2 separate regions of the Mus musculus genome follow, and region 2 is linked to region 1. The links are chromatin contacts, called in public HiChIP or PLAC-seq maps. All regions are on one chromosome and are shown on one strand. Each heading gives the region's core, a stretch centred on a gene start, on an enhancer-like site or on the middle of the called end of the contact. The rest is flanking DNA. Distances are from core to core; before and after follow the strand shown.

Region 1 (4,842 bases), core at 2,314-4,813:
GTGTTTCTGGAACCCAGGGCAACTGTCCTTAGAACTAACAGGAGTTTACTCAGTTTGCTAATGAACCGTCATGTGACCTTGAACAGGATCATGTGAGTATGCTCTCTCTCTCTCTCTCTCTCTCTCTCTCACACACACACACACACACACACACACACACACACACACACACACACATTACCTTTCACAAGCTTTGGTTTTCTCATGTACAGAATGACAGGATAATTCCGACCCCACAGATTTGATGGGAGGGTCCTACAAAATGATCTATGGGGACTGTTGGAACCAGGGCCTCCCATCTGCCACGTTGATGCCCTGCCTGAAGTTCCGTGGGTTGGAGCAGGTGACGACAGAAGGCCTCCAGGGGCCTTGGGGCTCTCAGCTGAACCGGCTCTCGGTTCCCAGTCCCTATTCCACTCCCACCGTACCACCCAATAAACAACAAATACGCACATCGGACAGCAGGCTGGTTCTTCAGCCTCAGTCTGTCTACCACTAAAATGGGTTTTCTATTTAGCCCAGGGCTGCTAGAAGCTGATAAAGGACAAGAAGCCTGCTACAGCAGGAAATTAACTCTCCACCACCTCTCCAGAGGAACTCCAGAGTTCTTTTACAGTCCTTTCACTATGGAGGCGGTGAGTAGGAAGAGAGAGGAAACAAAAAAGCTGCCCAGTTCCAGTTCTGATGCACTTTATTGTAACTGGATTCGCTCCAGTGCCCTGCCCCCCTCCTCCCTCCCCCCTCTCCCCTCCAGCCTGCATTGGGGCACCTGGAAAAGTCATGGCCATCCATCTGGTGTCAAGTGGCACCAATCTCTGCATTCTGTGAGAGTCAATTGCAATTAACAGGGCCATTCAGGAAACGGCAGGTACAGCCCAGACAAAGGCAGCCCAGACAGATCTTATCAGAGCCCAAGGCCGGCAGGACTGTCCCTTTCTGAAGCTGCCTGCCTGGGAGAAAACCCTGGAAGAAAGGAAGGAAGGAAGGAAGGAAGGAAGGAAGGAAGGAAGGAAGGAAGGAAGGAAGGAAGATGGGAAAGGACAGTGAGTCATAAGGAGGAGGCAGCGAGATTCAAGAAAAGCAAGCCAGACTCCAGCAAGCTCTTGGGCTCAGACACTGACAAACCCCAGCCACCAGGGGCCTTCAGCAAGTCACTCCACCCTTGCCAGCCAGCTTCAGAGCTGCAGGTGGCCCATCTATTAATAGGGACTACAAACGGCACCTTCCTCATCTTGAAACTGTCTAGAGGAGACATGCTGAGGGCGGTGTTTACTGTAAAGGATCAGGAGAGCTTGAGAGTGGTGGGAGAGCTCTGGAGAGCGAGCGTGCCTGTGTGTGTGTGTGTGTGTGTGTGTGTGTGTGTATTAGCAGAGCAGGTGTCTTGGAGAGAAGCCACATACCACACAGGCACTGGGTGAGCCTGCTGGATGCCACCTGTTCCACCCTGTCCACTTGGGCCACAGGGAATCCTCTGCCCATGCAGAAGAAAAAAAGCTCTAGAAAGCAGCCAGTCTTCCATTTAGGGAATCTGGTGACTAGCCTGCCTGCACCATCAGGGGGAAGGGGCTGATCGCCATAGGGCAACAAGGAGGATCAGGTAGAATCTGGTGGCAGTGGTAGGCACTCAAGGCATGTGATTCACTTTCTGTCAGCCCACATTCCTCGGTACCCTTCAGGGCCAGGGGAGTAAGCTCAAGCCCAGTAGGTACCTAACTAGGGCCAGAGGAAGAATGGGCCCCCGACCAGGCCTTGGCTCTGACTGCGTGAAGCAGTTATCACAGGGTGGCCTGGAGGTTGAAGGCCTTCTGCACCCTTTTCTGTGGAGAGGGTGGGGCATGTCTTCCCCGTTTTACTTTCCAGGCTAAGTGGCCTGTTCTTGTCACCGTCTGTCGTTGGGCACTTATTTTGCAAGGATGCTTTGAATTTCAGAAATATGGAGTTTTTAAAAATCCACCAATTATCATTTTTCGGTGTGTCTTTGTGTGTAAGAATGTTTGTGTGTGTGTGCACAAGTGCCGGTGCATGTGAACGTCTATGCACATGCATGTGGAGGTCAGAGGTCAATCTTTGGTGCTCATTCTCAGGCCATGAGCCTCCTTTTTCTTCTGAGACAGGGTCTCTCGCTGGCTTTTAACTTGTCTAGTAGGCTAGGCTGGCTGCCCATGATCCCTCTGAGCCTCCTATCCGCACCTCCCTATGCTGCCCTTACAGCCACACCACCCTTGGGTTCTGGATGTCAACCACTGTTTCCCCAGTTTCCATTAATCAGAAAGGTTAAAGGGAGTCTCAGAGCAGGAGTAAAGAGGTTCCCTTCCAGTAAGCAAAAGGAGCTGGGGTGATCGGGTGAGGGGTGGGGGAGGTGGGGGTGGGGGGTGGGGAGCAGCCACCACATTTTCTAACAGGAAGAGAAAGAAACCACAGAAGCAAAACATCATTGAATCGGGAGCCTGTTTATTCCAAAGAACAGGAGCAGAGACTATGCCCCAACTGGATGCCTCTATTGTAATCATCAGCTCTCAGTGTCTGATGCTTAAGCATATTGATATATCAGGTTTGGTGACAAGGTATTTCGTGCTGAGGTTTCTGAGGTGTCTAGTGGAGCCAGTGATGTGTAGTAGGAAGTCAACAACCCTTAGCTCCCTCCTCTTGCATTCTGTGTTATCGAAGCTTTCATCTGAGCTGGAGAGCGGCTGATTGTATCAACAGCAACATGGATTTCATTTAATATCTATCTTCTATTGACATGGAACCACCGACTCTTAATAGCAGGGACCTGTTCGAGGCACCTTAAAATTGCAGCTCGAGTGCAGACTTCTCTCCTAGGACCTCAGGGTGGTGTGCAGGGGGAAGTAGGGACGGGGAACTGTCCACCCACCTTTGCAGTGGCTGGGTGAGTTACAGAATTATATTACCAGTACAATTAGGTCAGGGTTTCCTCTGCATTGCCACAGCTACCTTTGAGCCCTGTGTGACACAAGGTGTTTTCCTCTGTGACCTGGCTTCCAAGGCATCTAAACTGGGCTTCACTGAGGCCATATAGAAAAGCTAACACCAGAGTGCTCTCTCTCTCTCTCTCTCTCTCTCTCTCTCTTTCTCTCTCTCTCTCTCTCTCTCATGTGATAGCCAGTGCTTGTCATGACAGAGGGAAGAAGATAATAATATTAATGATCTTGATGTTGACCATGTCAAGGCTGACTGTACCACATTCTTCCTATCAGGCGTAGAAGGAGGTGGTCCCTGGGACAGGGCTTAAGATTTTAGCATTCAAGTTCAGTGTCATTCCTCCTTGGGCTTCCTGAGGGACAGACTACAGGTACAGGCAGGCTTCCATCCTACAGGCACAGAACTTGGGGTGGGGATGGGGTCTACACTGAAAAGGTCATACACATTTAATTCTGGGGGCTCCCGAGCCAGATTCCAGCAAGTCTGGGATCTGTTTGTCTCTAAACCAGGGGTTCCATGAAAAGAGCTACGGTTTTGGCAGCAGATGTACTTAAGTGTCACATCTGACTTTCTAGTGCCCCATGTAACACTAGATGAGGCTTCCTGTCTGTAAGGTGGGGTTTCCCTTACAGCAAGGGAAACCACAGTACCCCGGGAACATGCTGTCTTACTCCCTACTGCTCTGGGTAGCTTTGCCTCCTTTCTGAATACACACATTGAGCCCTTATCTCTCACTGCCATACAAGCCTATGCTCCTGAGCTTCTGACTGGGTGGGCCAACTGCTGGGCCTCAGGCTTGTCTCCTCTGGACAGTGTTCATGAGTGAGACCCACATACCCCACAAGGGTTTCAGGTTGCTGGCTAATTTGTTGCCACATATCCCTAATGCCAATTCAGACACACACACACACACACACACACACACACACACACACACACATCCCTGTTGTCCCACTCCGAGAGATATCATTTCTGCTGCCCGAGTGAGGGAGCCGGTGAAGGAGACGAACACCTTCAGTAGAAAGCCCTTTCCAAGCTTGGGGATTTTTAAGGTCCACTTGATTGCTTGTTTGTTTGTGACAGACTCTCTTTATTTAGCCCAGGATAGCCTTGAACTTTTGATTTGTGACAAGCTACCTGTCATATGCTAAGCAGACTGTCTGCTCTCCGCTGACAGCTATTTATCTTACCCCTAATCTCCTGGGCACTGCATTTGGAAGGAAAGGCCTCAGAGACTCCTGGGACTCTCTGGTAATGGAAAAAACTTCCCCTCCAAATGTAAAGAAGGTCGCTGGTGCAGAAGGATGAGACTTCATGTGCAGTCACACCCACCGTGCTATCTATGGGAACATTAGCCCGCACAACACGGCCTTAAACCACGGTGGCTAGCTAGCAAAAGCTCCAAGACCTCTTCTTGTCTTATATGGTGTTAGACTACCAAGGGGCATGTGGCCCTTTGGCTGAAGCAGCTAGAACTGTTCTCAGCCACAGGAAGCCTGAAAAGAGGGCCACAAGAGTGACCCTCCTGCTCTCCTGAGGTGACCTACACCTGAATGAAGAAGGAAATGAGTTCTACTCCCAGCCCCACTCCCCTGTCTGATGCACATGGGAGCTCAACCCAGGCTGACAGCAGCTACCAGCCCTGCAGAAATCTCTTTATGCATCACAGGAGGGAGAGAAGAAAGAGGGCGGCTAACTCATCCTCGCACTTCACAGCATGCAGGAGGCTGCAGGTTGCTTTCTAGAGCTGTGGGCCTTGCGGCAAGCTGTTTAGGAAAAGCAGGGGACTTTGTAGTGGCTTCACAGGGGCCAGCGGCTTATTGGCTTCACTCGTTAGAAACCTGCCCTTGTCAGTGTGTGTGTTGTATCTGTGAAATGGGGGTGCGCAAAACTGGCTCC
Region 2 (5,661 bases), core at 2,378-4,877, 630 kb before region 1:
CACTTGAAGCCTGGGAAGGGAATGGCGCTTATGAGAGGCTCAACAATATGAAATCTAAGCTTATGTATCACAGCTTCTACGTGACCGAGAAAGCTGCCCGGGCTGAGCCCAGCTTCAGTTTCCTTCTCTGTATAACTGACTGACACAGCCAGGTTAGGTTTTCCTATTTATGAAAACTTACAATAAATGTTCGCTGGGATTGAAAGACTCTCTCCTTGCACTGACGGTGACTTGACGACTACCCTGAGGGTCTCCCCCTGTATTTCACCTTCTGAGAGAGGCATCTGTGGCCCATTTCCTGACTATAAGATCTTCTCTTTAACCCTCCTACCATTTCTGATCCTCTCTGTCATCATGCTTCATCTTTTGTGATTGTAGGTTGTGTACAGACTATGCCTGTGTGTATAATACTATGTTTCCTTATCTGCTTGCTTTCTTCTTCCTAAAGGTAGGCTCACACCTCCACAACTCACAGCCTGATGATATTCCTACTAGGTATTCAGAAAATAACTAATAAACCAATCAATGAACATCTTATTTCTTAAAAATCACATTAAGAAGGGTCAGTGACATGGCTCAGAAGATTAGAATGCTTGCCACCAAGCCTGACAAGCTGGATTAGATTCCCAGGACACACACTGTGGGAGGAAAGAACCTATCTCTCCAAGTTTTCCTCAGAACTCCACATGGTATGGCATGTACACACACACACACACACACACACACACACGAGTGCGCGCATGTGCGCGTGTAAAAAAGTCAAAAACCAATTAAAATAAAACCTCAGGAACAGAGCAGACAAAGTATAACTTTATGATTTAAGTATGTACTTGCAAATATCTGTGTAGATTGCTTCATTTTGCTTTCAATCTTTTTCTTTCCTTACAATAAAAAAAAAAAACAGAATTTAAACTTGTGGGAAAACAGTGGGGTTCTATGCATAAAAGCAGAATGCATTTTAAACTTCTCTTGGGCAGAGGCAATTTTGAAGAATTGGTAGTCTGTTAATCACTACGGTTGCTGTGACCCGATAAGCAATTCTACTCCCTTCATAAGTTAAATTGATTCATACACATTGGCAAGTTAGCTATTTCCCTCAAAGGGAGTTGCATTTATTTGGGCTGTATATTAATATCTTATTATCCTTTCTATGCACCTGTGACATGATCATTATTTCATCTCCCGTGTTTATTAGAGTAAATGCTTTCAGATGGGGTATTGAAAAAGAACCTACCTATACTTAGCAATTTTTCTAGGCAGGCAAGTGTAAAATCTCCCTTTGGCCCATGGCTGTAGCTGTTCTCTGCTGACCCTTTGCAGCTCATCAGTTTCCAAAGATTGTCCCCCAGCAACCCTCAGAAAAGCCAAACTTTTTAAATACAATGTCGGGATGTTGTTCAGTCATTCCTTCTTCCTTTGTGCATAAAGTTAGATTTGCCTTAGAACTTTACCCACAAAATCTGCTATTTCTGAAGAACAACTGGTCGACCCCTGCCTGCAATTGTGTTCAAGTGCTGTCTTATAATTGGGTCATATTTACTGTTGGACATTGGGGAAAATGAAGAGTGGGATGGGTTTAGGTTGGACAACTAGAATCTAGACAGGTCTACAGAAGGTAAGAACATAGAAATAAGATTGTTATTGGATCTACTTAAGCCTAAGGCTAGAGTCCAACACAAAGAAATCACAAGTCTGCCTTCAAGTTCCTAGATAGTAATGTTTTCCTGAAGTTATCTGAAGAGGGAGCAGAAAAGTAGGCTCCCTCTTCAAATAACCATTCTTAAAGTCTATCCAGGCACATGAGTTTACATAAGCTCTCAGGCCAGCTGACCCATCCTCATTCTTCCTGTTTTTCTTTTCTTCATCCTCTTCTTTATCAGCCTTCTGACTCAGTTCTGATTCATGTGTCTTCCATGGTTATCCACATGTACATGCACATGCTAACGTGCACGCACACACATATACACACATGTCCTTTGATCTATGTGTTCAAGTCAACAGAATGAGGTCACATGCAATTTGGACAAAGCCTGGGGGAATGGAGAAAGCAAGTGAGTTAAACTGTCTGAATTTTCATAAACCTCACTCACTGCCCTTGTATCAACAGTGACACTTATTCAGGATGCACTGTATTTGGGGGGGATCTCTCCTATATATGAATGATTAAAAATATAACAAAATTTAATTTTTATTTAAATTTATTAAAATTAAACATAGTTTAAAATCTTATTTCTCAGTTTAGTGGCCATATGCATGCATTTGCTTGATGGCCTTGTGTATCCACATCCAACAGTGCACATATAGAACATTTGCAACTTTATGAGCTGACATAAAGGTCTAAGCCTATGTGTTCGGCATTAGATCTGTCAGAGGAAGCAAGAGGAGAGAATATTAGTACTGTGTTGTGGTTGTTTTGAGGTCTCCTAGCAGGATTAGAGATTCATTTACCAAATGAAATTCCCACTTGCTCTGGAAGGAAAATGGTTATATTGTGTCTGAGAGAAAAGAAAAGAAATTCGTCTGACATGTTGATATTCTAGGTTGGTGACTTTGCTTGTGGCGTTTTGGAACACGGATCAGAATCAGGGAAGTGTCACCCTAGTTGAAAGCTCCCCTGTAGGGAATCTCTCAGTCTGACCTAAAGTAAGTGGAAGAGACAGGGTGAGAGAAAGAGGAATAGGGGAGGGTGTGTAATAAATGGCGCCCTGTCATATCACACTTGACATCTCTACAGGAAAAAGGGGCTGTGGAGCCATATGTGGGTTAAGCGAGGAAGTTCAAACCTTTCTCTCGTCTTCATCTTGTGTCTCAAGGTTCAGCTTGAATGCAGGAACTCTGAGTTCAATTGAAATGCATCCAATCTGTGGAGTAGCACGCTAGTCAAGGCAATGTGTTCTAATGTGAAGTGCGCCCATTTTGGGACTTCCAAGTATCTGGGAAGGAACAGGGACAAGAATAGTCCACTCCAAGAGGAGAGGGCCTTGGATGGTCATGTGATATTCCCTGACACTGTGCTCAGACAGAATGACAATATTCAGACACCTGACTGACTCCCCACTGTTAGCCTCCAGGATCTCTCATCCAAGCAGATTGCTTGTTCCTATTACTCAGCCAAGAGAACCTCAGCCCTCTGTGTGTGTATGGCACCGCTCACTCTCTCTGGGCACTACAGTGTTCGCTCTTCTCTGGAGTGCATTTTTTCCTCCATTTATATTTTCCCAGAGCAACTTCACATCGCAAACACACTTATCTGTTCTTCACATCAGCCTTAAAGATTGGGAGTATGGATCTGTTTTCCAGACCGACCGTCTGACTGTCTGACCTACGCTTGTTCACTCTCACAGAAAGGCATAATGTGACCCTTGTTAAAACCACAATTAGTCTAAGCCCTTTACAGGAAATATTGGTTTGGTAAGACGAGAGATATCGTTAATAGGAAGTCACGTGCTTGGTAGGGAGAGCAGGCACAAGCAGTCGGATGTACACAATTTCTTCTTATCATTGATCTCCTGCTGCAGCTGCTAGCTAATGAATGCAGGTTCGTGGGCACACGTGCCCTCTCTGCTGTGCCGAGAGGCCCCAGTGGGGGGTGACCCCACAAGCTCTTTAGGCCTGGCATCTTCAGGGTTGCAGCTCTGATCCCAGGCACGGGACGCTTTGTAGACACTTCCTATAACCTTCAGACAGACCACACTAGAAAGCCAACTTCCCTATTATCCCCAAGGCGGCCACCCTGTAGATGAATAACGAATCAAAGTCATATAAAAGTGGTGGAGCCAATGGTTTCTATTTTGGAATAGAAGTAGTCAATAGTTCCGACCTATAATAGCAGTGATGTTTTGGCCTCAGTCTTCTTTTCTGTACAGTGGGTGATACAGCTTGGAAGAGGTAAAGTTAAAGCCACTAGTCTGTAGAGCAGTGAACAAGTTACAGATCATATGTTGGTTATTCTTTTCTAAGCACACCAGTTAATACACATATCATAAAACATGAGGATGGGAAAATGATGTTACCGCCCTAAATGCTAGGGATGGAAATTGCCTGTGCTGTGTCTTCTGCAGACCAGACACTGAAACCTGTATCCCAGTGTATCGGGAGAAATGAGTGAGGTCATGTCAGCATGACTTTCTGGAACCAAAGAAGCTGTCATGTCATCCCTATTCTAACTTCCACCCTTCCTTGATGGCCAGGAACACCGTGGACACAGTAGTATTCTTGTGTCTTAGAGAAAGAGAACCCAAGGACTCACCCACAGTGCACAAGAGGAGGTCAGAGGACAATTTTTCAAGAGTTGATTCTGTCCTTCAACTATTTGGGACTGGGGACTGAACTCATGTCATCCAACTTGGCTGTAAATGCCTTTGTCCCCTGAGCCATTTCTCCTGCTTAAGACCAGGGCTTTATAACATGGAGTAGTTTGTTATCCATAGTGTATCAGATGTTGAAAACCCCAAAGCAGGTCCTCTCTACACCTAAAAATGAAAAATGAAGATATGCACAAGAACTTCCTCTTTGGATGAATTTGTTTTACTTATCTAAAGCAATGTGTCTCATTTTTTCCTTTTATTTATTCATTTATCTATTTTTTATTCATTTCTTGGTTTGGGGGTTGGTTGTTGTTTGAGACAGGGTTTCTCTGTGTAGCCCTGGCTGTCCTAGAACTCACTCTTTAGACCAGTCTGGCCTAGAAGTCAGAGATCTGTCTGCCTCTGCTTCCCACGTACTGGGAATAAAGAAGTGTACTCCCATGCCCAGCCTAGCAATGTGTTGTTTTAAGTCTAGTAAATTGCTTAATAAAAAGATATTTAAATGATATTTTAACTTGAAGACCAGAAAAAAAACATAATCTTATAGGGTTTCCTAGATTGAGCTAGTATGTTCATATTCAAAAGCAGCTCGTGTGTGTGTGTGTGTGTGTGTGTGTGTGTGTGTGTGTTTGTGTGTCTGTCATCTGTCTGTCTGTGTGGGGTGCATGTGTGTCTATGTGTGTGCATGTGTGTCCATGTGTATGTGTGTTCATTTGTGTGCATGTATGTGTGTTTATGTGGGTGAGTGTATGTACACATGTGTGTGGTTATATGTGCATATTTATGTGAACATAAGTGCATGTTTGTACAAACTTGCTACTTCTGTGTGTCCCCTGTTCCTGCCTAAGTCTTAGAAATAATTTGAAATGGGCTAGGAAGAAGACTCGGTTGCTGAAGTGCCTGCTATGTAAGTATGAGGACCCCAGAGTTCAGATGCCCCAACCCCCACATAAAAACTAACCATGAAGGTGTGTTTATTACCCTAGTAACAGAGTGGGGCATATAGAGGTATAGACTCTGTCTAAAAAAAAAGGTTGAGAGAGACAGTTACCCAATATTGATCTCTAGCCTCCATGTACGTACACACACACACACACACACACACACACACACACACACACCAAATAAAATAAAAATAGAAAAATTTTAATTAAAAACATAAAAAGAAATGTTTTGGCCAAACAGTTTCACTCTGACAACTTGTGCGTAAATGGAACACTAGGACACACTAGTGAAGTGAACTTTCTTTAGACTGCAGAAGAGCTGGGTAAATATCTAACAACATAGCTCCCCCATTTCAGTGTCACAACAGGCATTACTAGTGGTATAGAACACTCAGAGCTTTCAGTACAAT

Evidence for each region. HiChIP or PLAC-seq counts read pairs in DNA pulled down with a chosen protein or histone mark.
Region 2: a contact with region 1 is called in an H3K27ac HiChIP or PLAC-seq map of thymic regulatory T cells, with 3 times the contacts expected there. The contact joins two enhancer-like sites. A contact is called at or near these places in 2 of 115 datasets of contacts at active chromatin or transcription factors (memory CD8 T cells and thymic regulatory T cells).

What each region holds. Positions count from the first base shown.
Region 1 is chr8:114,878,647-114,883,488 of GRCm38.p6, reverse strand. All of the region lies in intron 8 of Wwox (WW domain-containing oxidoreductase), which reads right to left. Among named protein-coding and RNA genes, the nearest start is that of Gm39257, 80 kb to the left of the region's middle. Within about 2 kb of position 3,563, at least 85 of the 459 cell types and tissues checked have an H3K27ac peak or open chromatin away from gene starts, as enhancers often do. A contact at or near this core is called in thymic regulatory T cells, where this site is marked.
Region 2 is chr8:115,504,822-115,510,482 of GRCm38.p6, reverse strand. No RefSeq gene overlaps it. Among named protein-coding and RNA genes, the nearest start is that of Gm39256, 140 kb to the left of the region's middle. Within about 2 kb of position 3,627, at least 50 of the 459 cell types and tissues checked have an H3K27ac peak or open chromatin away from gene starts, as enhancers often do. A contact at or near this core is called in thymic regulatory T cells, where this site is marked.